3 separate regions of the Mus musculus genome follow, and all the other regions are linked to region 1. The links are chromatin contacts, called in public HiChIP or PLAC-seq maps. All regions are on one chromosome and are shown on one strand. Each heading gives the region's core, a stretch centred on a gene start, on an enhancer-like site or on the middle of the called end of the contact. The rest is flanking DNA. Distances are from core to core; before and after follow the strand shown. Region 1 overlaps Lif (leukemia inhibitory factor). Region 2 overlaps Hormad2 (HORMA domain containing 2). Region 3 has its middle 24 kb from the start of Hormad2.

Region 1 (4,953 bases), core at 1,301-3,800:
CAAGTGGAGTCCCCATGTCACAGGTGGGGAAACAGAAGTGCAAGAGCTTGCCCCAAGGGTTGGTGGCGGGCTAGAACACTCACCCTGACTCCCACATCACCTCTCCTCTCTTCTGCAGTACACAGCTCAAGGGGAGCCGTTTCCCAACAACGTGGAAAAGCTATGTGCGCCTAACATGACAGACTTCCCATCTTTCCATGGCAACGGGACAGAGAAGACCAAGTTGGTGGAGCTGTATCGGATGGTCGCATACCTGAGCGCCTCCCTGACCAATATCACCCGGGACCAGAAGGTCCTGAACCCCACTGCCGTGAGCCTCCAGGTCAAGCTCAATGCTACTATAGACGTCATGAGGGGCCTCCTCAGCAATGTGCTTTGCCGTCTGTGCAACAAGTACCGTGTGGGCCACGTGGATGTGCCACCTGTCCCCGACCACTCTGACAAAGAAGCCTTCCAAAGGAAAAAGTTGGGTTGCCAGCTTCTGGGGACATACAAGCAAGTCATAAGTGTGGTGGTCCAGGCCTTCTAGAGAGGAGGTCTTGAATGTACCATGGACTGAGGGACCTCAGGAGCAGGATCCGGAGGTGGGGAGGGGGCTCAAAATGTGCTGGGGTTTGGGACATTGTTAAATGCAAAACGGGGCTGCTGGCAGACCCCAGGGATTTCCAGGTACTCACTGCACTCTGGGCTGGGCCATGATGGAATCTGGCAAAGTTGAAACTTCCATAGGCAGAGCTTCTATACAGCCCAGCACCAGCTAGAAATGGCAATGAGGGTGTTGGTCTGAGAGATTTCTGTCTCACTCACTCACTCACTCACTCTCACTCACTCACTCACTCACTCACTCAGCCCCTTGCTTGCTGGGTGTATGAACAAGCTGCACAAGTTGTCTACAGCAGACAGCAAAGGGCTGGGAAGTGTCCTAGACCCCTACAGAGTCACCATCATCTGGTCCTTTGCTGTCTCTCAGAGAAACTTTGGAAGGCTTGGTTGGGATGTGAGAGAGCTAAGGGGACTGGGATCCAGAAGGAATCCTTTTATTTTATTTTATTTTATTTTATTTTATTTTATTTTATAAGTTTTGTGGGTGGAAGGGTACCCTGGGGTGGAATGATGGAATGTGTCTTCTCTTGAGTTGGATGAGAGAGTTCAGGCTTAGAGACTGTCAGATGGAAGAGTCTAGGTCACCAGTGTTCAGGCTCCCACAGAAGCACAGCGGCCAGCTTCCAGTTGTCAAAGCCTGACGAACTCGGTTAGCTTCTATGCAGTTCCCCCCACAGCCTGGCGTGGTTGGGGTCTGCCAGCTGGACCTAGAGGTGAGGTGTGTGCAGGCAGGAAGAGGCAGGCTGCAAAGGCAGGTTCCCAGAGTCCTCCCGGGGAAGGACCTCTAACTGTCTAGGAGTCAGGGAAGGAGCAAGGCAGCCAGCCATTGCTGAGGCAGTAGCCGACTGCAGCTCTCATCTGCTTCTCAACCCCTGAGAACAGGTGATCTTGAGCAGACAGACAGGTAGCATAAAGTAGAATGTCGGGTCTGAGGCCCCGGAGGTCGCAAAGGTACTTGAAGGGGACCAGAGGGCTGTCTTGGGTCCCTGGAGCATGGAGAAGCAGAACTTGAGGTCAGGGTCTCAGGGAAGATGAGGCCCAGAGTGCTGTGTTTGATCCAGCACAGCTGTCTATTTATTACTATGTCCTATTTATATTAACTTATTGGTGCTTTAAATGGCAAAGTTAATTCCCCGAAATGGTATGAGGCTCCTTCCATGGGAGCTGGGGCCGAGACTCTCCACCTAGTGGGGCCTGGTCTGGAGGCACATGATTGTTACAGGTGCAGCTCATGGGTCAAATCAGAGAGCTGGCTAGCTCCTCTGTCTCCCACTGTGACTCACTTTTAGGGTGTCAGGGTCCCCCAGAAAAAGCTGGGCCAGTTTGTCTCTCTGCTTCTGTCTCTGTCTCTCCGAGTCTGTCTCTGTCTGTCTCTGTGTCTCTGTCTCTTTGTCTCTCTCTGTCTCTGTCTCTCTCTCTCTCTCCCCGCCCCCCCCCCTTCTCCCTCTGGTCTCCAAGGGGGTGGAACAGTTTCTTGTTGTTTTGTCCCACTGAGCTCTCTGGCACCCCCTAGATTCCTGCTATGCGGTGCACCATTCATAATGAAGTGAATGGCTCTGGAACCTTGGGCAAAACTGATTCCTTCCTCAAATCGTAGCTGAGGAGTGCTGAAACATCCTGACCCGGCACCCAGCGTGCTTTCGACCAGCATGGAAGCTCCTCGGGTGGCCCGAACACCCACAGAGGGTGAATACAGGAGGTTGGAGCAGTGCAGGCCCTGAACTGGGCCTGAACAGCTGCCCAGTGCGCCAGAGAAGGGGAGATCAAGGCCCGAGACGCCTGGGACACAGACCAGGAAGCTGTGGTCCTTGCTTCATCGCTGCCTTCCCACTCCCGCCCATGTCTGGGCTCCCAGGCAGGGAATCCGATCTGATCTCTCCTTTGTGCTGAGGCCAGGCAAGCAGAGGAACGCCCTCGATCTGGGAGCAGGGTAGGGAGGAAGGCAGCCAAGCTGGGGCAGTGGCTGACTACAGAGCTAGCTGCCTGCCTCTCAGGCTCTGAACAGGGCGGTCCTTAGCAGTTCAGCAGTGGGATTCTGCTTCACGCGGTTTTGCACCTTTCTCTGTCACTCTCTAAGCACTTTACCTGGACGGCAGGTGGACAGGCCCTGGAGCTCTGGCTTAGGAAAGGCCTGGAACCATAGATGCAGCAAGGAGACTATGGTGGGGGCCACGCGTGTCAGCGACAAAGTTACTCCACCGTACTCCTGTTGCTGCGTCAGGCTCATCTCAGGACTGGCTGCCCTTCTCCAAGCTGAGAGTCAATTTGTCTAAAAGCCAAGATGATGCCACAGCCTGGGGCCTGTTGGGCTTTGTCATCACTTCACATTTGTATGGACTTGGACTCTCTGGGCTCCGCCCACCTGGCAGCTTTGAAGGCTCAGGGACCAATGGACTCTCTCCGTGCACGCCCCCGTCCCCCCAACGCAACCACCTACCTGCGTCTTACTCCATCAGTTGCCCAGCATCCCAGAACCATTGAGCCTTTGGGGAAAACAGACTTTAGGGGCAGGTAGTTGCTCACCTGACATCTTTCACCTGGAAGCATTGACTTCCACCGAGCATAGTAGGTAGTGTGTCTGGACCAGAGAAAAAGGGATGGGGCATTTTGCAGTTTATCCAGAGAGAAGCAAAGGGGCCTTTATTTATTATTTAAAACTTCAAACCTGAAAGCACTGAGAGTTTACTGGTCTGCCCCCCTCCCCCCACTCTTGTCTATTTCTGTGTCCTTGATCCCGACTCAAGCAACCCAGCTCTGCTTTGCCTGCTCTCTGGAGCAGACATGGTATGTGGGCCAGGACCCCGGAGTCTTGCATGGTAGCGGCTTCAGAAGGGAAATGATATGGCTGTCTGCATTCGGATGACTCCCCAGTCCCAGCCCAGCCTCTCCTTTGCACTGCTGCTCTCCCTCTTTCCTTTCCTTTGGAAGGGACTTGGCCTTGGGTGACAAATTCCTCTTTGATGAATGTACCCTGTGGGAATGTTTCATACTGACAGATTATTTTTATTTATTCAATGTCATATTTAAAATATTTATTTTTTATACTGAAGGAGTGTCTTTTTTTTTTAAAGAAAAAATGAAATAATAAAGAACTCATTCTTGTTGAGCCTTCTGGAGTGCATTGATTTGGTGAGGGCTTGTGGGGGAACCTCCTGTTGGGACTATAGGAGGATTGGAAGATGAGATTTCCTCCATCGGTCCAGGAGGGGTAGGAGGGTGGTATTTGGGCCCAGAAATAACAGTGAGTGGTGTTTAGAATATGAGGTGCCACTAAGAGAGGGGACCGATGGCTTCCATGGGTACTGGTGTGACATCTCACTAAGCACAACAGCCAGTTTGTTCCCGGTTAGCTGAGGAGAGAACTGAAGCCCAGAGCGAGGAACTGAATATCCAGAGTAATCTAAAATGTCGAGGTCACCCCTCCCAGTGAGAGGTGACCCCAGCTAGTCCCCAGCCCAATGGGTGTGGGCCCACTCAGCTCCCAACCCTCATGTTCTCTCTGCGTGGAGTTTCAGGGATTTGGAAATGGCGTCTGTCTGGAGCTCCGTCACCCAGGAAGGGTCCACAGGCACAGGAGCAGCATCAACATTGGTCCAGAGGCTCCTATCAGAATCACACGAGACATTGTGCCCTAAGTGGGCTAACTAAGCAGCCATGACAGCATTTCTGCAAGGCTTTTTTGGGGGGGGTACCGATGGCTCTCAGGGAGTGCTTCCTCCCACAAAGAGATGCCTTCTCCACAGCACCCTTTCTCTATTCCTTGGGGAACAATGGGGGTCAAACTGTTAGACACAGATGTGTCTGGTAGGTCCCCTAAATATCTCCTGTACTTTGCTCTGGGGTTTGAATCTTGGGCTCCCCCTGAGAGATTCATTATGGAAAGCAGAGCAGAGTTTCTGCATCTATGAATTGGTACACAAATGTGTATCTTGGTTGTTGCCTGGAGGCAATGGCTAACCCTTCTGAGAAGATACCAATGATGGAAAGCTTTTTAGGCATTGGTAAGTCCAAGGCAGGAGGTTACAGAATCATCGGGCAGGCATCTTCAGCCAGCATCTCATCTTCTCTCTGCCAGGATAGGACTGACTGCCTCCCACTTCTCCAGCTCTGCTTAGTATGGGCTTCGCAGGGAGCTGGTGAGGAATGTGGAGTCCCAGTGTCTTGCCTCAGTGATGAGAGGCTGCAGCTTCAAAAACCAGCCAGACTCCCTGGGCATCTGTGGATATGTGGAGTGAGAGGAAGGCTACCCTCACCAGCCCCTCATGACATCACCCACTAACCCAGCAAAGTGGCCTGGGCCTGGCGACCAACATCGGGAAAGGTTCTGAACATCCCCTTGCTGGAAGCCCA
Region 2 (4,244 bases), core at 1,381-3,880, 130 kb after region 1:
CGTGGCTTTGTTGGAGGAAGTGTCTTTGGGCTTTGAGGTTTCAAAAGCCCATGCCAAGTCTAAAGTCTTCTCACCTACAGATCAGGATGTAGCTAGCTCTTAGCTACTGTTCCAGTGCCTGACTGCAAGCCACCATACTCCCATCAAGATGGACTAAACCTCTGAAACTGTAAGCAAGTCCCCATTTAAATGCTTTCTTTTTACAAGAGTTGCCTTGGTCACAGTGTCTTCACAGTGACTAAGACAGATGTGTACATCTGTACACCAATGGTACTGTGAGGACCCTATAGGTATGCACGTCTGCACATGGGTGGGAAGATCAATGTGTGGTCAGGGAGAAAACAAACAGAAAAGAAACCATGAGTAAAAGAAAAGAGAAGCAATAGATGTGAACAGCACAATCAAAACCTAACTTTTTAAAAAATACTGATTTGGGGCATATATAATAATAAAGGGACTCAAATAAATAGCACCAGATGGAAAAGAGGCAAACAACTACAGAAACATAATAGATTCCCAATCTGTGAAAGCATCATAAATAACTCCAAGTATAGCCAAAAGTGACTGAGAAAAAGGCCAGGTACTCATATGTTCACATGCATATGTGTATATGTGTATATACATGTGTGTGTATGTATATATATATATTTATGGTGATCTTTGTTTCTGTTTCCCTTCACTCCTATCCCAGCACTAAGGCAAACTGAAGCCAGTGTCTCATATGTGCACACTCCACCATAATTAAACAAAACTTCTTTCCCTGTGGTTACTGCTAGGTTACTGTCCCTTTAGAGAAGGACACAGAGTATGCCTCTGTAAGCTCTGGAGTAGACTAGAATTTCTTTTCTTTAAGTATTTAAAAATTATTTTTCTGTGTATGTGTGTGTAGTGCCCACAGAGCCCAAAAAGGGCACTGAACCCTTGTCTAACGAAGGGTCCTTAACAAACGTTTCTTAAGAAGTATTCTAAATACTTTTCATTCTGCTGAATGTCGCTTGAAAAGACTAACAAGTTGAATTCTTCTAAAATTAGAAACTTCTGTTCAAAATTTTGGTATAAATTATTGACCTGTACATTTTTTCTTTACCCTGACTCATTCCTTTCCAGTTCTTGATTACTGATTCAATAGACACCAAGAAAATCATTTCATATTACCAAATGCTATTCAACTGCATATTGTATACTTTGTTGTAAATAATGGTGAACAGCAGTCAAGAAATTGTTTTATATTCCTCTAAAAAAAAAGAACTGTTCATAAAATATCTCTATAAAACAGTGAAAAGGACATTTATGAAGTTAAGATATTTACTATACACTTGTTTTGGAGGATTACTTCTCTACAGAATGTATCTGTAGAATTCCTACACATCAGTGAGTCAGACAAGTGTGCTGACTTTCACTATTCAGAAGGGAAACAAAAATGAAAACCACAACAACTCATCACTGCCACCCACTAGAATGCTTATCCCTAACAAGATGAAATATGCTCAGCATACAAAATATACCTGATAAAAATGATAGAAATCGCCAAAGTGGATGAAGATGCAAAGCAGCTGTGTGGACCTCGGCACAAGCGCTTGGGAAGCTGTACCTAGCCGGGCTAACTGCATGCATGCCCTTTGACTCAGCTGTCCACTCCTTCCAACCTGATTCCCACCGTCAATATGTCCTGACCGAGCACCGAGCACCAGAAGTCTTAGCAGTGCCTGTCCTAGTGACCCCAAGTCAGAGCACATCCAAATGGATACCAGCGACAGCATGAACAAAAAATGCATGCTAACAGAAGGAAGGATGCCAATGCTCTTGCTAACTGGAGTATGAACTGTGAGGTTAAAACTATGTTTCTAAGCAGCTGGTAGTATCCCACCTCTTGATCTGATTGATGCTTTTGTCAGACTATTCAGCAGGGCCAAGATGTGTTGAGACAAGCAAGAACCCAGGGAGAACAACTTAAGGAGGCTCTCACTCTCTCCCCTGGGCATCTTGCTTGCCTGACCCATGTCCCAGCCGTCCCTACTGTTTGGTTTGTGTCTGTTTACTGAGCTGTATCACTAAGTTATTTATTTGTCTGCATGCATAAAATAATTAGACATAAAACTGTAAAGGGGTCTGAGCTACCTCATACCATAAATGAAATCTCACACACACACACACACACACACACACAAACACACAGAGATTATTTCATTTATGGTATGAGGTAGATAGTATATATGTATATATATGTGTGTGTGTGTGTGTATTTTTAATAAAAAAGACCTCATTTTTATTGAATATGTAAGTTGTCACTTCCAAGTGATACTCCATTATGTTCAGAGCAAGGGAACTTTCATCAGGCAAAGGTTACATATTTGAGGAAGCAATTGGTATTCTAATGGAGTCCTTGAATAGCTGATGGTACAGAATTCAACCTGGAGTTGTGCCAGCAAGGATCTGTAACTCTGATGGTCTTGAGTTTTAAATAGAGCTCACAAGAGAAATTATTCTATGTGGTGAACTTCAACACATCTCTCTGTTCTTAGCTAGCATGCCACACAACCATTGCTTTCTGAGGCAACTTCAGCTGGTTCCATGTGTACTGTGCTCACATTCTTGGAATTCCCCAGCTAGGCAGGTGGTGGACAAGAGGCAGTTCTAGATAACAGGTTCTCAGCCTCGGGCATCCCAGACACCACTGGACACAGGGAAGACCTGAGAACAGAATGCCCCCACCCCCAACCCCGGGGGATGGCTCAGTCCAGGGCCAAAGGGAGGAGAGGGTGGGGAGAGAGGGAGGTGCTGTGTGGTTCCCACACAGGCGAGAGTCCTTAGTCCAGTTGGTGGCACAGGAAGGCCTTTCAGTAGGAGGTTAGACGGGGGCTTGTTAGAGGAAAGCCTATCTCATCGTTCAAGCATGGTGGGCCTTGATGAGCAGAGAGACAGTCTATGGTTTTAGAGCTTTATTGTAGAAAGGCAGGGGGAAAGAGAGAAGGTAGAAAAAGGGAGAGAGGCCGGCCATGGCCATGTGGAGAGAGGGGATAAGAGAAAGAGAGAAGGAGGGCTAGAGAGTAAGAAAGGTGAGAGTTTAAAGTGTATATATGTATATTTAAGTAGATAATTTCTTAAGAATGTCAGAATAAAAGATTAGACTACATTAAATGAACAGCCTTTCTTTACCAAAAGACCACTTAAAGAAGATAAGACAAGCCACAAAAACAGACAAATTACTGTAACATAAATAAGTAAAAAAGAATGATTATCAGAATATTTTTTCTTTTAATTTTGTACATTGTGCATATATGTCTGTCTGTCTGCTGTACACACAATACAGGTGCCCTCAGAGGCTAGACAATAGGTCCCTCTGGAGCTGGAGTTACAGGCAATCATGATCCCCCCTGACATGGGTGCTAGGGACTGAATTCAAGGACTCTGGAAGAGCAGTATAAATTGTTACCACTGAGCTATTTTTCTAGCCCCAGAATATTTTTATATGAATAAAGAAAGATAATTCAATGCACCAGAAAACCAGAATGACTAATGAAAAAATGCTCAAGCATCAACAATAAGAAATACGCTAAAATGATGAGGTGCTAGCATACCAAGCAGACACTGAAAACATGAACTCTGCAATAATAAGTGCTTACAGAATATGAGGTCTGTCTTCCACTGTTGGTATAATAAATATGGGTATAGTTCTTTGGAAAACTATTTTGTCCTTTCTAACAAAGTTGAAAATGTGTAAACCTGTGGTGGTTTGAATAAGAGCCCATAGGCTCATATATTTGAATGCTTAGTCATCAGGAACTAGCACTATTTGAGAAGAATTAGATCAATTAGGAGGTGTGGCTTTGTTGGAGTAGGTATGGCCTTCTTGGAAGAAGTTGGAGTGGGCTTTGAGGTTTTAAAACCCCATGCCAAGTCTAGAGTCCTCTCTACTTATGGATCAGGATATAGCTCTCAGAGACTGTTCCAGTGCCTGCCTGTATGCCGCCATCTTCCCTGACATGATGATAATGAACTAACCTTCTAAAACTGTAAACAAGCCCTCAATTAAATGTTTGCTTTTATAAGCTGTCTCGTCACAGAGACACATCATGGTATCTCGTAATAGTAATAGAGCAGTGATTAAAACAAATCTAAAACTACTATTTTCCCTGTAGACACTCATTTGCATGTACCAGTAAGTGTGCGTATAGATGTGGAGGTAGAGCTTTGTGGCTCTTTATGAGTTCTAGGCCAGCCAGACTACAATATCTAGACAGGAG
Region 3 (4,284 bases), core at 13-2,512, 190 kb after region 1:
TCTCTTGTGTGAGGTTTGTTGTGTGGTGTGACTTTGTGGTAGTCCTTGGCTCCTGACTGCCAGGATAGCTCTCTGAGTAAAGTGGCAACACTTGAGCAGAGCTTTTGCTGTGCTGCAGCTGAAGCAAAGCTGTGACACTTCTGTAGGGGAAGCCTTTCCCTGCAGAGCTGCAACACGCACATCTAGCATTCAGGAGGCAGAGGCAAGCCTATCTCTGAGTTCAAGGCCAACCCAGTCTACAGAGCAAGTTCCAGGAAAGTCAGAGCTCAAGAAGAAACAAAACAAAACAAAACAAAACAAAACAAAACAAAACAAAACGCCAACAACAAAAACAAAGGAAGGAAGAAATTCATAACTCCAACATGCAGTTATTTTTAAAAACTATAAGAAAAAGTAATCCCAGCTGACTATAGTGGCACACGCCTGCAGTCTCAGCGACTCAAGAAACTAAAGCAGGGAGATTACAGGTTCGAGTCTAGCCTGGGCAACTTAGTGAGACCTGATTTAATATGAAAAAAGAGAGGTGTGTGTGCTGGAGATGCAGTTCAGTGGGAGAGAGCTTGCCTAGCACATGGGAAGCCCTGGGTGTGCCACCCACAGGGTGTGAACAGTAAGCCAGCCCCAGGAACACTCCGCACTGCATAGATCTGCATGTACCATTGTGGCACAGCAGGTCTGTTGACAGCAGCACCAGCCCAAACAGTTGACTAATGCATTGTACAGTGATGGTATGATGACCATGATATAATTAGGCAATAGGAAAATTTCAGTTCCATCCTAATTCCCTGGGACCACTGACACACTCTGTCTGCCATTGCCCAGGATGTCCTTATGCCACACATGACTGCATACAGTGATGAGGGTGGGGTCCCTATAGAGGAGAAAGCACAGATTTCTTAAAAACCAAAATGATGACATTACCAATAAGAAAACCCATGAAGATGGTTTTTATGGGCAGAGGGGTTCACCAAAAGCATGCTGTCTTAGTCAGGGTTTCTATTGCTGGGAAGAGACACCATGACCGCAGCAACTCTTATAAAGGAAAACCTTTAATTGGGGCCAGCTTACAGTTTCAGAGGGGTTAGTCCTTATTGTCATGTGGGAAACATGGCAGGATGAAGGCAGACATGATGCTGGAGAGATAGTTGAGTTCTATGTCTGGATCGGCAGACAGCAGGAGGAGAATGAGACACTGGGCCTGGCCTGGGCCTCTGGAACCTCAAAGCCCACCCCTCAGTGGCCACACCCACCCCAAACAAGGCCACACCCACTCCAACAAGGCTTTGTCTCCTAATCCTGTCAAATAGTGCCACTCCCTCTGAGCCTATCAGCACCATTTTCATTCAAACCACCACAAAAGCCAATGTCAAAAATGGACTCATTTGAGCAACAAAAATGAAGTAGGATGTAAATTTGTTCTTAGAATTAGAAAAGATGGTATGACACAGGGCTATTAAGGAGATGATTATATGTAAAGACAGGATCATCCATCTCTGAAAGACTGGCAGTGTCAGCGCATCAGTCCTGAATGGCAACCCAGGTATGAAGTAAACACCACAGGCATCTATTTTGACTTTAATAAATGACTGTGTAAATCAACAGAGGAAGCAGCAAATCCCCTGTGCAGAGGCACTCCAGACAGACACATCGGTTTTTCTTAGGGCATGGAGACTTTTCTCTGTGACTCCTGCATTAGGGAGGCAGTGATGCCGGATCAGGTGTTCAAGGTCATCTTGAGCTACAGAGTGAGTTTGAGGCTACTCTGGCCTGGGTGAGACCTCCATCACTAAGTATGGGCTTCCAAAGGGAGCGGTGTGAGCTGGGAGTATGGTTGGGGGTGCAATACTTGCTGAGCATGCTCAGTCAAGGCCATGAGTTTGGTTCCTACCCCTGCCCCCAGGACTGCAGGAAATTATTCACAGTTCAAAGCTTCTTTTTTTAGGTGCTGGGGCTTGATCTGAGCACCTTGCAGATGTACTAGCACTAAGCCAAGCCAAGCCTAGAAAGTTCAGAGAGACATTAAGTCACCAGAAAGTTTTCTTCTTTTACAAAAATATATGTGCATTTGAAAAAAATTAAAATGTGACTATTGCTTAGTCCAGAAACACTGTTTTTCATAACTTCCGATTAAAAGAGTCCTGAAGCATACAAAAGAATGTTAGAGCATAGGACAGCAATGGGTCCTCTGTGTACAGGGTGAGTGCTGTCCAGCGAGGGGCATCTCCTGATGATCCATGCATGCCCTTCCTGGGGTGTGCACAGGATTTGTGGATGCTTTACCAGGCAGCTGCGTTACACAGGCCAGCAGAGACTGGACAGGCTTGGTTTGATTTGGTTTGTATTTTTGTCTCTCTCAGGGCTGGGGTCTTATGTATGATAGACAAGAACTCTACCACTGCTGGATAGTGATGGCACACACCTTTAATCCCAGCACTTGGGAGGCAGAGGCAGGTGGATTTCTGAGTTTGAGGCCAGCCTGGTCTACAGAGTGAGTTCCAGGACAACCAGGGCTACACAGAGAAACCCTATCTTGAAACACCACCTCCCACCTACCCCCCCCAAAAAACTCTACCACTGAGACACAAGCTGCCCAGTCTGGTTGGCAGTTTTAATATTTTATTTATTTTGAGATAAATAAAGGCTCACTGTGTCACCTTGTCTGTTCTGGAACTTTCTTTGAAGATTTGGCCGGTCTTGAACTCACAGAGATCCAATAGCTTCTGCCTCGCAAGTGCTGGAATTAAATGTGTGTACCACCACACCCAGTTAGTTTGTAATTTAAGTGGAAAATAAAATACATGCTTTCCATAAATGAAACAAGAAAACACCCCACCCTGCCACACCACAAAAGCAGCCATCCTGAGCTGGCCTCGCCTAACCCACTGAACCCTTAAAAGCCCTGGCACAGAGAAGGCTTTGGTTTCTAAAAGGATTTTAGGAGAGGTGATTTTGCCTTGGGGGAGATCCCTTCATACCGTCTCTGAAGCAAAAGGACCACACTGCAAAGAAAATAACCACCCACAGGACTAGGAGGTCCCTGACCTCAGGGGCGGGGAGCCTAGTAACACCCCAATATCAGCTCCTCTGGTAGAAAACCCTGTTCTAAATTTCCAAACTGTGGTAGCCTCAGAGTAGCGAAGGTCAAAGGTGAACAAATGCATGCTGTTGCTGCTGAGCGGATGGGAACGGTGTTTCTAGGTCACGGGATCCTGTACAGTGAATGGGGACAAGGGTTACAACATGAACCTGTGTGCCATCCTGGGTGGAAGGAGGCACTCCAGGGAGACACTGTGCCCTCCCTCTGGCTGCCAGACTCTTAAAACAATGGATCCCAGGGAGTGGAATTTCCTCAGGAATTTCAATCCAGGAAGGAAGTTTGAAGCCTGGAGCAGCTGAGGAAGAAATTGTCTCCCAGGGAGAGGCTCCTAAACTCTGGTGTGTCAGACCACCTAGCAGCAGAGCCAGGAGTCCAGACATGATGACAGTGGGTCCACACCTTCACCAGCCTAGTTAAGCGCACAGCTAGCCCTCTACATGCCAGCACCCCACAGATGAGTCTAGGTGCCTGGGGCAGGGTGGATGGGTGGGAGGGGGTCACCAGACATCTTTATTTGTTCCTCTTCCCGAAGTGGCCACACTGAACGAATCTTTCTCTGCTTGATGTTTAATCGAGGGCAGGTAGCTTGTTAGGGTTGCCAGGACCCAGGCTCCAGTTGGTAACAAGTCCAGTAACAACTGGGAGGCTGAGGCAGGAGGATCATTTGTCTGAAACCAGCCTGGGCTACAGTGATACTCTGACTCATAAAAGCAAGACACATGTGAATGTGATCCCCAGAGGAAACGGGCACTGCCAGCTGGCAGAACAAGAGAGCTGGTATAGAGGCTAATTGATTATTTGTGGTGGTGGGAAAGCTATGGAAGAGCCCTCACTGTTCAGGCCCAGTGATGGAGTGGGACGTGGCAGACAGATTCCTTCCGTTGTTGATGGGTATATTTCTTTGTGGCTAGAGTTTGTTTAGGTGGGAGCAGGGATGTGGCCTTGCTGGATTTACCAGGAACATGCATTTTTTTTTTAATTTTGGTTTTTGAGACAGGGTTTCTCTGTATAGCCCTGGCTGTCCTGGAACTCACTTTGTAGACCAGGCTGGCCTCCAACTCAGAAATCCACCTGCCTCTGCCTCCCGAGTGCTGGGATTAAAGGCATGCTCCACCACCGCCCGGCTGCATTTTGTTTTTGATTAAAAATAAATCTCCCAGCACTTGGGAGACAGAGACAGGCAGATT

What was found. HiChIP or PLAC-seq counts read pairs in DNA pulled down with a chosen protein or histone mark.
Region 2: an H3K27ac HiChIP or PLAC-seq map of extraembryonic endoderm stem cells shows a contact between it and region 1. The contact joins two enhancer-like sites. A contact is called at or near these places in 6 of 39 promoter capture datasets (the SN4741 cell line, embryonic stem cells, fetal liver and 3 more), 2 of 15 datasets of contacts at CTCF or cohesin (CD8 T cells and the NIH/3T3 cell line), 14 of 484 Hi-C or Micro-C datasets (8-cell embryo, the CH12 cell line, the G1E-ER4 cell line and 10 more), 29 of 115 datasets of contacts at active chromatin or transcription factors (the 230-238 cell line, CD8 T cells, the HPC-7 cell line and 19 more) and 5 of 9 other capture datasets (adipose tissue, bone marrow-derived macrophages, liver and 2 more).
Region 3: an H3K27ac HiChIP or PLAC-seq map of embryonic stem cells shows a contact between it and region 1, with 7 read pairs. The contact joins two enhancer-like sites. A contact is called at or near these places in 8 of 39 promoter capture datasets (the C10 cell line, the HPC-7 cell line, cranial neural crest and 5 more), 2 of 15 datasets of contacts at CTCF or cohesin (both in embryonic stem cells), 7 of 484 Hi-C or Micro-C datasets (LSK cells, bone marrow-derived macrophages, embryonic stem cells and 2 more), 15 of 115 datasets of contacts at active chromatin or transcription factors (the 230-238 cell line, the HPC-7 cell line, embryonic basal ganglia and 8 more) and 2 of 9 other capture datasets (liver and macrophages).

Annotation. Positions count from the first base shown.
Region 1 is chr11:4,268,806-4,273,758 of GRCm38.p6, forward strand. Lif (leukemia inhibitory factor) reads left to right here. Exons shown (of 4, transcript NM_008501.2): 4 at 119-3,709. The coding sequence ends at 529. Among named protein-coding and RNA genes, the nearest start is that of Lif, 14 kb to the left of the region's middle. Within about 2 kb of position 2,551, at least 77 of the 459 cell types and tissues checked have an H3K27ac peak or open chromatin away from gene starts, as enhancers often do. A contact at or near this core is called in embryonic stem cells and extraembryonic endoderm stem cells, where this site is marked.
Region 2 is chr11:4,401,816-4,406,059 of GRCm38.p6, forward strand. All of the region lies in intron 10 of Hormad2 (HORMA domain containing 2), which reads right to left. Among named protein-coding and RNA genes, the nearest start is that of Hormad2, 37 kb to the right of the region's middle. Within about 2 kb of position 2,631, at least 25 of the 459 cell types and tissues checked have an H3K27ac peak or open chromatin away from gene starts, as enhancers often do. A contact at or near this core is called in extraembryonic endoderm stem cells, where this site is marked.
Region 3 is chr11:4,463,114-4,467,397 of GRCm38.p6, forward strand. No RefSeq gene overlaps it. Among named protein-coding and RNA genes, the nearest start is that of Hormad2, 24 kb to the left of the region's middle. Within about 2 kb of position 1,263, at least 5 of the 459 cell types and tissues checked have an H3K27ac peak or open chromatin away from gene starts, as enhancers often do. A contact at or near this core is called in embryonic stem cells, where this site is marked.